Regions from separate parts of the Callithrix jacchus genome. Here region 1 is linked to region 2. A link is a contact called in public Hi-C data. All regions are on one chromosome and are shown on one strand. The core of a region is the stretch at or near the end of the contact, and the rest is flanking DNA. Distances in the headings are between cores, read along the strand shown.

Region 1 (5,677 bases), core at 1,292-3,791, 130 kb before region 2:
AACCTCCAGGCCTCTCACACACCACATGCTATTCCACTCCACCACATTTGGAATATGCTATTCCTCTGGCCTGAAATACCCTCTCCCCTACCTCTGCGCACCCTTCAAGAGCTAACACGTTTAACTCCTCAATGGAGCCTTTCCTCACTCCTCAGTGATCACTCTGACCTCAGACCTTCTGCACACTTGGCAAATACTTCAACAACTCTCACATGCACTGAAATTAATGTTCTACACGCTTAAGTTCCTTACAAGACAAGGCCCATGTCCTTCTCATCCACTGAAGTCCAGATTCTAAAACGATGTTTGGCATACAGTAAGCATCAATAAAGGTTACTGAGTGAATGAATGAACATACACTTTCTAGTTCAGCTTTGTGTCTGTTTCCTGTTCATAGCTGGTAGAACTGTACAGTATTTTACAGTTTCCAAACATTTTCACTATGTCATTAAATTTGTTTGGCCAGGCAAGGTGGCTCACACCTGTAATCCCAGCACTTCAGGAGGTAAAGATGGGTGGATCACCTGAGGTCAGGAGTTCAAGACCAGCCTGGCCAACATGGTGAAACCCCCGTCTCTACTAAAAAAAAATTAGCCGGGCGTGGTGACACGTGCCTGTAATCTCAGCTACTTGGGAGGCTGAGGCAGGGGAATCACTTAAAATCGGGAGGCAGAGGTTTCAGTGAGTTGAGATTGTGCCACTGCACTCCAGCCTGGGCGACAGTGTGAGACGCCATCTCAAAAATAAATAAATGAAATAAATAAATACATTTGTGTGTTTATGTACTTACTGCAGATCAGTTTTGCTGGCGACCCCTGGAGTTACAGCATCAGGAATGGAAGGGGGTGGGGCTACTCTGTAAAGGATGATCAGGGAAGGTCTTCAAGCTAAACAGTTAAAAGCATCTAAAGGATAGAAGATGTGGGTAAAGAAAGAACAGACTTGAAACAAAAGCAAGAAAGCCAGTGTGGCTGAAGCAGAGTAAGGTAAACTGACTTATGCAATTCAAGCTTCTTAACCCATGAGATAGATAGGACAGATAATCCCCAAATTCAAATGTTAAGTGATTTTCCCAACTGATGAAGGAAGCTAGTAACAAAGCCCACCCTCATCATTAGAAGCCAGGCTTTTTCCAAGCCATCAGTTGTCTATTACATCTACAGATATAGACAGGCACTGTCCAATACAGCATCCATTTAGCCACACAAACACCTGAAATGTAGATATTCCAAACTGCTAAGTGTTGTAAAGGTAAAATACACACTGATTTCAGACCTATTATGAAAAAGGAGTATAAAATATTCACTGAGGCCGGGCGCAGTGGTCACGCCTGTAATCCCAGCACTATGGGAGGCCAAGGGGGATGGATCACTTGAGGTCAGGAGTTCGAGACCATCCTGGCCAACATGGTGAAACCCCGTCTCTATTAAAAATACAAAAATTAGCCGGGCCTGGTGGCGTGTGCCTGTAATGCCAGCTACTTGGGAGGCTGAGGCAGGAGAATTGCTTGAACCCTGGAAGTGGAGGTTGCAGTGAGCCAAGACAGCGCCACTGCGCTCCAGCACGGGCAACAAAGTGAGCCTCCGTCTCAAAGAAAAAAAAAACTCATTGATAATTTTCATCTCAATTTTGAATATTTGGGGTAATGATTAAATAAAATATATTACTAAAATTAGCATCACCTCATTTCCTTATGTTTCTACATTTTAAATTACATACGTGTTCTGTACTGTTTCTATTGGACAGCAGCGGCACACACCCTCTCAGTATATTTTTCTTTATTGGGCGCTCCCCAAGGGCCAATTCCTTGAAAATTCTACACAATGAGAATTCAGAGCTGGTTTAACCCAACTCTGAAATTTGCGTGTTGCTTAACTTCTTTGAGCTTCAGGGGCTTTCATGCTTCCTTCCAACAGGAATGACGGCCACTTCGTAGCTCTTTTAGAAGAATTTAAACTTTATCAGGCAATACCGTAATGGTCACCGCTACGGCCAGCTCACCCGGTAGCTCTCGACGGCTTCGTCGATGGGTGCCATGGCGTGGGTCTGGTGCTCCTGGGACTCCCTGCACACCAAGCATACGGGCCGCTGATCGTCCTCGCAGAAGAGCCGCAGCGGTTCCCAGTGGCGGCCACAAAGGCCTGGGGGCACCGGGCCCTGGCGCCGGCGCTGCGTCTTCTCCGTCAGCCTGGCCAGGGCCCAGTTGGGTCGCAGCGCGGTGGGCGCCGATGGGTGCCGGCATTCGGGGCAGGGGAACGGGCCGCTGCCCGGCACCCGGCTGCGGTGCAAGCAGCTGCGGCAGAAATTGTGGCCGCACTCGATGGACACCGGGTCCCGGAAGTAGTCCAGGCAGATGGAGCAGGTCAACTCCTCCTGGAGGTCCTTAACTTCCATTCTGCTTCCCTGCCCCGGAGCCAGGGTCCGACGTGAGGCGCGGGAGAAGCCAATAAGCTGCTAGATATCGCTGGGAAGCCAGACGACTTCCGAACCGCAGCAGGAGCCTCACGTAGAAAGAGACGCCGCGGCGTCTCTTCCGGGTTCAAGACCCAATACGAACGCGCGGGCATTGCCAAGCCTAAGCGCGCAAGACCGGAAGCTGCTGAGTATCCGGGAGGGGAGCGCACGGGGGTTGGCCCAAGCCTGGGCGCGGGGCAGGACGGGACGGTGGGCAGCTCCTCCAAACGCCTATAGAGACGCAGAAATCCCTGTGGAAGTCTAGAGGGGGTTGGATAAAGTATTAGAGCTAGACGACCTACAGCCCCTGGTGGAATCAATGGAGGAGGTGCTTCTCATCTTGTCTATTCTTTCCAAGTTTGAGGGTTCAGGTCTGATTTAAGTTCTACAGTCTCAGGAGTTCTGGGCGAGCTGCAGCCTAGGGGCCTGGAAAGCCAGGAAGACTTGAAGGATCTGTGTTGCTAGGCCTGGAGTTTGGCTAACGTGGTGCTGTGTGCTTTAGGATGGCTCCCCCTGAAGTCTTCCCTTTTGATTCAGCCGCATTCTCCAGGGAGAGGAACCCATTCTTGCCCTAGATCCCAAGGTCTAGTTGAGTTCCTAGAAAGACAGGACTTCCTATGAAGGCCCACTGACTCCCCCTGGTGTTTGAGGAGTCAAGGGTAACTTGAGAGCCAACTTTTGGGGAGGTGAGCAGGAAAGGCAGTGTTTAGCCCACAAGCTGCTGGGGTGCTTGATTTCCCTGTCTTCCCAAGCATGGAAAACAGACGCTTGGTAGAGGAAGCCTGTTCTCAGAGCTTGAGACATACAGTGCAGTAGACGTTCTAATAGTTAAATTAGGAAAAGAGAGTTTGGGGTTAGATGGTCTTCCCCAGGTATGAGATTTCCCAGAAGTATTTTAGGTGGTTCAACCCTCAGGAGGTCTGGGAGCTTCAGGAAGCCCTAAGACAACTTTGGGTGATTTGCTGTGGGTGGCTGTCATCTAAGACAGTAGGAAGTAGCAGATCTGTAGCTGCCCTTGCTCGTAGTTCCTGACAATTCTGCCTGAGGAGATAAAGACCATGGTGTGAAAGCAATACTTGGACAGTGGAGCTAGCTGAAGCTGTAGCTCTTGTGGCAACTGTAAAAGACTTGAAAGGACCAAGAGAGTGGGTGACAAAGAAGTCAAGTTGTTTAAATGGGGATGATTTGGATTCAGAGATGCAACCATTTTGCTATCTCAAGAAACTTCCATGGAGGCTTTCAACAAGTAATATGCTTGCCTGTTTCAGGGAATTATCTATATCCCTTAAGTGGATTTTTGATCTTGTGTTTCTGAGGTGCTTTCCTTTTTATTCTTCCCACTTTCTCCCTTTTGTTGTGAATGAGAATTGTTAAAAACTCTGGACCAACAAATTTAACAGAAGTTATTTGCACCAAGAACAATTCATGAATGAGGCAGCACTCAGAACCAAAAGAGGTTCAGAGAGCTCTGACCAGCAGTATGAACTTTTGTTGGAAGCAAAGTAGAGAAATCACCTAGGCCAACAGCTAGGTGTCTGCCTTATTTGGCCATGATATGCTGAGGAATTTGCCTTATTGGGGCTTGATCTGATCAGCTGTCTGTTATTGGCTGAAGGTCGGCTGTGATTGGCTGAAACACAGCTATTTGCTATTTTAAAAAAAGTTAGACTTCAGTTTGTTTACATACTAAGTTTGGTTGTATTTTGTTATATAGGAACTCAAGTACCAAGACAGCCTCAGGCTTTTTGCTTATTTAACAAAATTTTCATTGTTTTTATGTCCCAATATCAAATACTGCCTTTCCCATAATAATTTTTCTCAGTAAGTAGTATGATTAAGAGATTAGAAAAAGGAGTTCTTGAGATATCTGTTTTGGGGTTATTGATAAAAGTTCCACTGAATATTATCAAAACATTTAAATTGGTCAACTAATCAATACATTTTCTTTGCAAATTGGAATACTCCATGGAGAAGTAATCTGAGTCATTAATATGGACCAAGCAGAAGGGAATGCTGTTAACCCTGAGTATTTATAGCATATGTGCATCTATATGTCTACCTAAGTATTGGATGAGAAGTTTCAGCATTCCTGCAAAGTATTTATTCCCTTTACAGTAATCAATTAAATCTTTTCAGGTAAATCCCTTGAAATCCTTATGTCTTCATTCCTGCCATACCAAAGATGACCTTTCTTCTTTACTGAGGCTCCCTGATTCACAATTTTCTCCATCATAAAATGTCTGTAAGTCTGTGTACCAGCCAAGGTTCAATCAGAGAAGTGGAATCACTATGATTCTTTATGTCCACAGGGCAAGCAGTTGAGAAGGGAAGATGAACAGAAAGTAGGGAAGAATAAGAATGAATTGGAACCTAAGACATGGTCATTCTTTCCCTGTCTCCAACTTTAAAGATATGGGTATCCTTGCTAGAGGAGCTGACACTCTTCACCACAGGACTAGACACACACATAGCTCAGGAATCAAAAAAGCTGAAGGATGACCCAACATGTGCAACCCAGGGGAAGGCTTCTTCACCATCCCAACAAGGAGAACCAGCTGATTGGTGACAAAGTGCATGAGCTGCAGTAGCACCTAGTGTCCCTGTACCACCCTTTCCCTTTCACGTATAAAACTGGAGAACTGCTTCAGTTCTCCCCTTCAAGACTTACACAATGTCTTTTTTTTTTTTGGCCCATGCTAACCAGAAACAAAAGGGAAGGAAATTCTGGGAAACATAATTTAGCTTATCAAAGTTGACATATTTCAAAATTACCACTGTCCACTCTGTATGGAGTTGACATCCATGCAGACCTCTAAACATACCTTCAAAATAAAGCCCACACTCTACACATAAGATATCATTAGAGAAATTTGAAGTCTGTTGTGAACTGAGGATAACCACGACAACAAACTGTAAACCTAGCCCAATTTCTGACTAGTTGATACAACTGAACCAGCACTATGCACTCAAGGGCACTAAAGTCCTACAGAGGGAAAGACACACTCATCTCCAAGCATAAAAAATACTTCATACTATGAAGAGGGAATTGAAAAAAATAATTTAAGCAAAAAAAACCCAAAAATCCCCACATGTCCAACTTTTAACAGAAAGAAAAAAAAAGATGCATACATAAAGACAAGAAAAAACACAGTCCAAAGAGAGAAAACAATCAGTAGAACCAGACTCATAAGACACAGACTTTAGAACTATCAGAGAATTTTAA
Region 2 (5,751 bases), core at 848-3,347:
CATGGAGGCTCATTTTCTCTAAATTTGCATGCCGTTAAACATTTAAAAAATTAAAATTATTCTGGAAAATAGGGAAGAATGATGTTGAGTATCTATGAATTCATGGCACATTTGGACAGGGAATTCCATGTGCAGGAAGGCATGTTGATGTTCCTCAATACTTGAGTTTTGCAGGACCAGACAAAAGCAAATTCACTGGGGGCCAGAGGGAGTAGCACTGAGGTCGAAAACACAGAATCTTCCGTCTGAAAACCTGCAGCTGAGCCAGAGAAGCAGGAGGAAAAGACAGGCAAAGTCATCTTCATCAGGTCCTGCGGCATCAGGAGTCCAGCCCCTAGGTCTTCTACTCAGGGAGTTTAGGACCCATAGAAGGGCGAGGCTACTTCTGATTGATGTTACCGTGATCCTGGTCTGCAAAGTTGAGGACTAAACTCTTCTTCTCTTGCCCAAATTCCTATTTAATGGGCCTGGGGAGTCACCCGCTACAAACCATAAAGTCTCATCAGATGGGTTTTGTTTAACTTTATATAACCTGACTGACTTTCCAACTAGGCTCTGGCGTAACATCACATGGCAGATAAAGAAGGAAACCAAAATGTTTTTACCCCAAATATGTTTCTTTGCCGTACCTTGAAATAGCCCTGCAAAGCTGTCTCTTGCAGGGAAACTCTACAGTCAGTAGAGAATCCCTTTCCCTTTCAGGCCTTTTTCCTGATCCAGGAGAGAATCAGCTGGGCCCCTGGCACTTTTTAAAGTCTGGTAAGAAATAGTTGCAGCCTGTTCTCTCTAAAACCTGCTGCCAGGAGGCTCCATCTGCATAATGGGAACCCTGGCCTCCACAACCCCTTAGTTCAGCGGTCCCCAACTTGGCACCAGGAACTAGTTTTGTGGAAGACAATTTTTTCCACAGATGGCAGGAGGGGGATGGGTGGTTTCATGGTTTCAGGATGATTCAAGCACATTACACTTATTGTGCACTTTATTTCTATTATTACACTGTAATATATAGTGAAATAATTATACAACACATCCTAATGTAGAATTAGAGCCCAGAGCTTTTTTTCCTGTAATTAGAGGGTCCCATTGGGGGGTTGTGGGAGACAGCGACAGATCATCAGGTATTAGATTCTCATAAGGAATGCACAACCTAGATCCCTCACAAGTGCAGTTCACAATAGGGTTTGTGCTCATATGAGAATCTAATGCTAAGGCTGATCTGGAAGGAGGCAGAGCTCAGGCAGCAATAAGAACGATGGGGAGTGGCTGTAGATACAGATGAAGCTTCGCTCCTGCATTGTGGCCCAGTTCCTAACAGGCCATGAACTAGTACCTGTCTGTGCCCCAGGGTTTGGGGACCTCTGCCTTAGTTAACCCAGACATTCCTTTCTATTGATTATAGGGCTTTAGACAAATACTTTCAGCCAATTGCCAGTTAGAAAATCCTTGAGACAATAACTTTCAGCCAACTGCCAATTAGAAAATCCTTGCCTCCACCTGCGACTTGGAACATCCCCAACATTCCAATTGTCCTGCCTTTCCCACAGAACCAATATGCATAGTGATTGGTGTCTTATGTTTCCCTAAATTGTATAAACCCAAGCTGTAGCCCTACCATCATAGGCACATGTTCTTAGGACCTCTTGAGACTGCCTCACTCCATTCGTCACTCATATTTGGTTCAAAATAAATGTCTTCAAATATTTTAGTTTGACTATTTTCATCGACAAAGTACGAACTCCATCTCTGGCTTCACGGACCAAGCACGGGGTTCCATGTTCATAAACCTGGCCCGAGGTGCTGGACCTGAGGGTACCCAGTGACCTTGGGCCACGAAGTCCGCGAGAAGGATTGAGGTGGGCACCCTAGCCCATGCTCTTCTTGCCCCAAGGCGTCGGGGTGGGGTGGGATAACCTCCGAAGCCTTCATCTGGTCTGACCGTCTTTGGTAAAAACAGAAAGAGTCCCTAGCTATTCTTTTAGGGTCGATTCAGCACCTCCCTGATGTCTCAAGGGCCAGAAACACAGAGAAGACCTCCCGACTTTCTAGAGGGGCCGCTACGGCACCGCAACACTTTGCCGAGGGGGCGGTGCTATGACGCACTTCCGGCTGCGCGGCCCCGAGGTTCGCTGTGCGGTCTCCTGGTACCCGGAGCGGCTCTGACTAACGGTGAGCCTGCTTGGCCCGGGTTAGCGAGGCGGACGGGAAAGGGCGCCTTGGGTGAATAGTTTGGGGAGGGAGGAGTGGGTTTAGCAGCTGTGGCTTCTGAGGACCCCACCTAGACTGGTCCTAGCTGGGCTGTGGGGAGGAGCTCTCTGTCCCCGCCCAGCCCCAGCTGGTGGAGGCGCTGGCTCTCTGGAAAAAGCCTTTTCTTCCACCCGGGGCTTTAACAAGTGAAAACTGGACGAACAGATTTCTGGAAGTTCTTTCGCGTTCCAGAATAGTTTTTTTGTGCAGTCCCCAAGCCAAGCCGTCTATCAGTCTGACCGTGTCCGCTTTTTTTCCTTTCTCTGAACTGGAGGTCCGAACGAACCAAGGGGGTTGGAAACCTGTGGGAAGCCGATCCTCATTAGAAGTCTTGGGTAGAATCCAATCCAAAGGAAGAAATAGTCCCCTCGGGCTTTGTTCGAGCTAGAACCCACACACATAGGGATCTGCTTAGTTTAGAAAAACATTTTTAAAGAACCATGTATAAATAAGAGTGTCAAGAGAAAGTTGGTTTGGGCCGAGTTCGGTGGCTCACGCCTGTAATCCTAGCACTTTGGGAGGCCGAGGCGGGCGGATCACTTGAGGACAGGAGTTCGAGAGCAGTCGGGCCAAACCCCATCCCCACTAAAAATATAAAAATCACCCGGGCATGGTGGCGTGCGCCTGTGATCCCAGCTACTCGGGAGGCTGAGGCAGGAGAATCGCTTGAACCCAGCAGGCGGAGGTTTCAGTAAGCCGAGATCGCGCCGCTGCACACCAGCCTGGATGACAGAGCGACACTTGGTCTCAAAAAAAAAAAAAAAAAGAAAGGAAAGTTGATTTGGTGGGTGAGATACTTGGAAACCCACGTAATCTAAGGAACAGTTGAGCTGTGGAGAGGAAGAGTTAAGAGGCAAGACAGTTGGTTTTCAAGTATTGGAAGGCTGCTATGGAGAAAGTGAGTATTGGTCTGGGCTCAACCTAGGATTTTTGAAGTGATGAGGAATTTGATTCTAGTTAAAGAAGAACTTACAACAATTAGAACCATCCAACAGTGGATTCTGTGCCTCAAGAATTATCTAATTTGCCTGCCTAGGGATTTGCAGGTACAGACTGAAGCATTTTAGCACAAGTCGGTAAGTGCTGTTCTACTTTTAGAATCTATGATAATTTGATTTTTTTGTGCCTCATCTTGTTACAGAGCGGACTTGAGACACCCTCATAAGGGCATATAAGTTTTGGGAAATTGTCATAAAGGAGGAGGGAAAATGGACACAGAACAACGGCCTTCTGTTTATGGTAGACCATGAACTTTTGCTTGATGGGCCTCTTGAGCTAAACAGTCTAGATAGCTTAGAAAAAAGTCACTGTGGTGGAAGACAGTTTGAGTTAGTAATGAAGCCTCTGATTTCTAGCCACATGCTTCTTTGTTTTTAAAAGACAGAGTTTTGCTTTGTCACCCAGGCTGGAGCACAGTGGTACAGTCACAACTCAATACAGCCTGAAACTCCTGGGCAACAAAGCAAGACTTTGTTTCTACAAAAAAAAAAAAAAAAAGTCAACTGTGGCGATGCACACCTGTAGTCTTAGCTACTTCAGAGGCTGAGGTGAGAGGATCACTGGAGGCCAGGAGTACAAGGCTACGGTGAACTGTCATGGTGCCACTGCACTCCAGCCTGGGCAACAAAGTGAGACCCTGTCTCTATAATTTAAAAAATAAAAAAAGGCTAGGCACAGTGGCTCACGCCTGTAATCCCAGCACTTTGGGAGGCCGAGGCAGGCAGATCACGAGATCAGGAATTCAAGACCAGCCTGACCAACATGGTGAAACCCCCATCTCTACTAAAAATACAAAAACTAGCCAGGCGAGGTGGTAGGTGCCTGTAATCCCAGGTACGGAGGAGGCTGAGGCAGGAGAATTGCTTAAACCTGGGAGGTGGAGGTTGCTGTGAGCCGAGATTGCACCACTGCACTCCAGCCTGGGAAACAGTGATACTCTGCCTTCAAATAAATAAGTAAGATAAAGACCTGGTGAAGTGGTTAAAAAAAAATTGAAAAGACCTGGTAAAGTGGTTCATGCCCGTAACCCCAGAACTTTGTGAGATCAAAGCAGGAAGATGGCTTGAGACCAGGTGTTGCAGGCTTCAGTGAGCTGTGATTGTGCCACTGCACTCCAGCCTAGGAAACAGACTAAGACACTGTCTCTAAAAAATAAAAGTTTTAAATTAAAAAAAACAATGTGAAAGAGGAGTGAAGGGATGACTCCAGGTTTTTTGGTCTGTGTAAAAAAAACAATGAGAGTTGCCATTAATTGAGTTGAGCAGCTTTTGAGGGAAAGGTGGGAACGTCTTCTGGACGTGTTAAACTTGAGATGTCTTACTGGAAATCCAGATGGTGATGGCAAGTGGGTAATTAGTCGCATGAGTCTGGAGTTCAGAAGGGAGGTCTAAGCTGAAGGTGCAGTTGTGAGTATATAGATGGTAATTAAAGCCATGCAGCTGGTGAAATCGTCAACAAGAGTGAGTGCAGGAAGGAGGAAGGGCACCCAGGCTGCTACTCACTTGTAGTCTTTCTGCATTGTGCATTTGAATTGTGCGCACTGCAAAACTAATGTGCTGCTGTGCGCGGTGGCTCACACCTGTAATCCCAGCACTCTGGGAGGCTGAGGTGGCCAGATCGATTGAGGTCAGGAGTTTGAGACCAGCCTGGCCAATATGGTGAAACCCCAGCTCTACTAAAAATACAAAGATTAGCTGGGCATGATGGCATGCGCCTATAATCCCAACAACTTGGGAGGCTGAGGCAGGAGAATCACTTGAACCTGGGAGGCAGAGGTTGCAGTGAGCCAGGACCACGCCACTATACTCCAGCCTGGGTGACAGCGACATTCCGTCTCAAAAAAAAAAACCCCCAAAACTGATATGCCTAGAATAAACTGCTTAGCTAGTGAGCTTGCCCAGCCAACGGACCAGCAGCAACATCCAAGGAAATTTTTTTTCTGTAATTTGCAGAGGCAATTGTGTGATCCGTTGGCATCTGTGAATCTGGATTCACCCAAGTTCTCAGAGTATATCCTACATGAATGTTATGTTACTACATGACTCCCTGGTGACTTGCCATGTTTCCCAGGCCAAACCAGACTCTGAGCAGCCCAAACCAGTTTCTTTCCTGGTCTTGGGGTGCCCTCCTCTGGATAGAGTATGAAATTTTGTAACAGTTATGTAAAGTTAATCCACCACTGAGGAGGTCTCTTTTTTTTTTTTTTTGTGATGGAGTCTCATTGTCGCCCAGGCTGGGAGTGTAGTGGCACGATCTTGGCTCACTACAACCTCTACCTCCCAGGTTCAAGTGATTCCCTGCCTCCGCCTCCTGAGAAGGCAGGATTACAGGTGTCTACCACCACGCCCACTAATTTTTGTATTTTCAGTAGAGACAGTAACTTGTAATTTTGTGGTAACCATATTTTCTTAGGTTTAGCATGTGGCCCTAAAGAGCCAGAAACCCAAAGGAACCGATATTTTTGCCCCACAGAGTCCCGTCTTTAGTGAGGCTGTTTCTGGAGTTTAT

What was found. Hi-C and Micro-C count contacts between places; a contact is called where the count stands out from the background.
Region 1: a contact with region 2 is called in a Hi-C map of skeletal muscle, with 4 times the contacts expected there. The contact joins the promoter of TRIM4 here to the promoter of ZSCAN21 in region 2. A contact is called at or near these places in 2 of 3 Hi-C or Micro-C datasets (both in skeletal muscle).

What each region holds. Positions count from the first base shown.
Region 1 is chr2:13,674,676-13,680,352 of calJac240_pri, reverse strand. It overlaps TRIM4 (tripartite motif containing 4), which reads right to left and starts at 2,541. Exons shown (of 6, transcript XM_008982830.4): 1 at 2,002-2,541. The coding sequence starts at 2,394.
Region 2 is chr2:13,542,624-13,548,374 of calJac240_pri, reverse strand. It overlaps ZSCAN21 (zinc finger and SCAN domain containing 21), which reads left to right and starts at 2,097. Exons shown (of 5, transcript XM_035281694.3): 1 at 2,097-2,166; 2 at 3,202-3,320.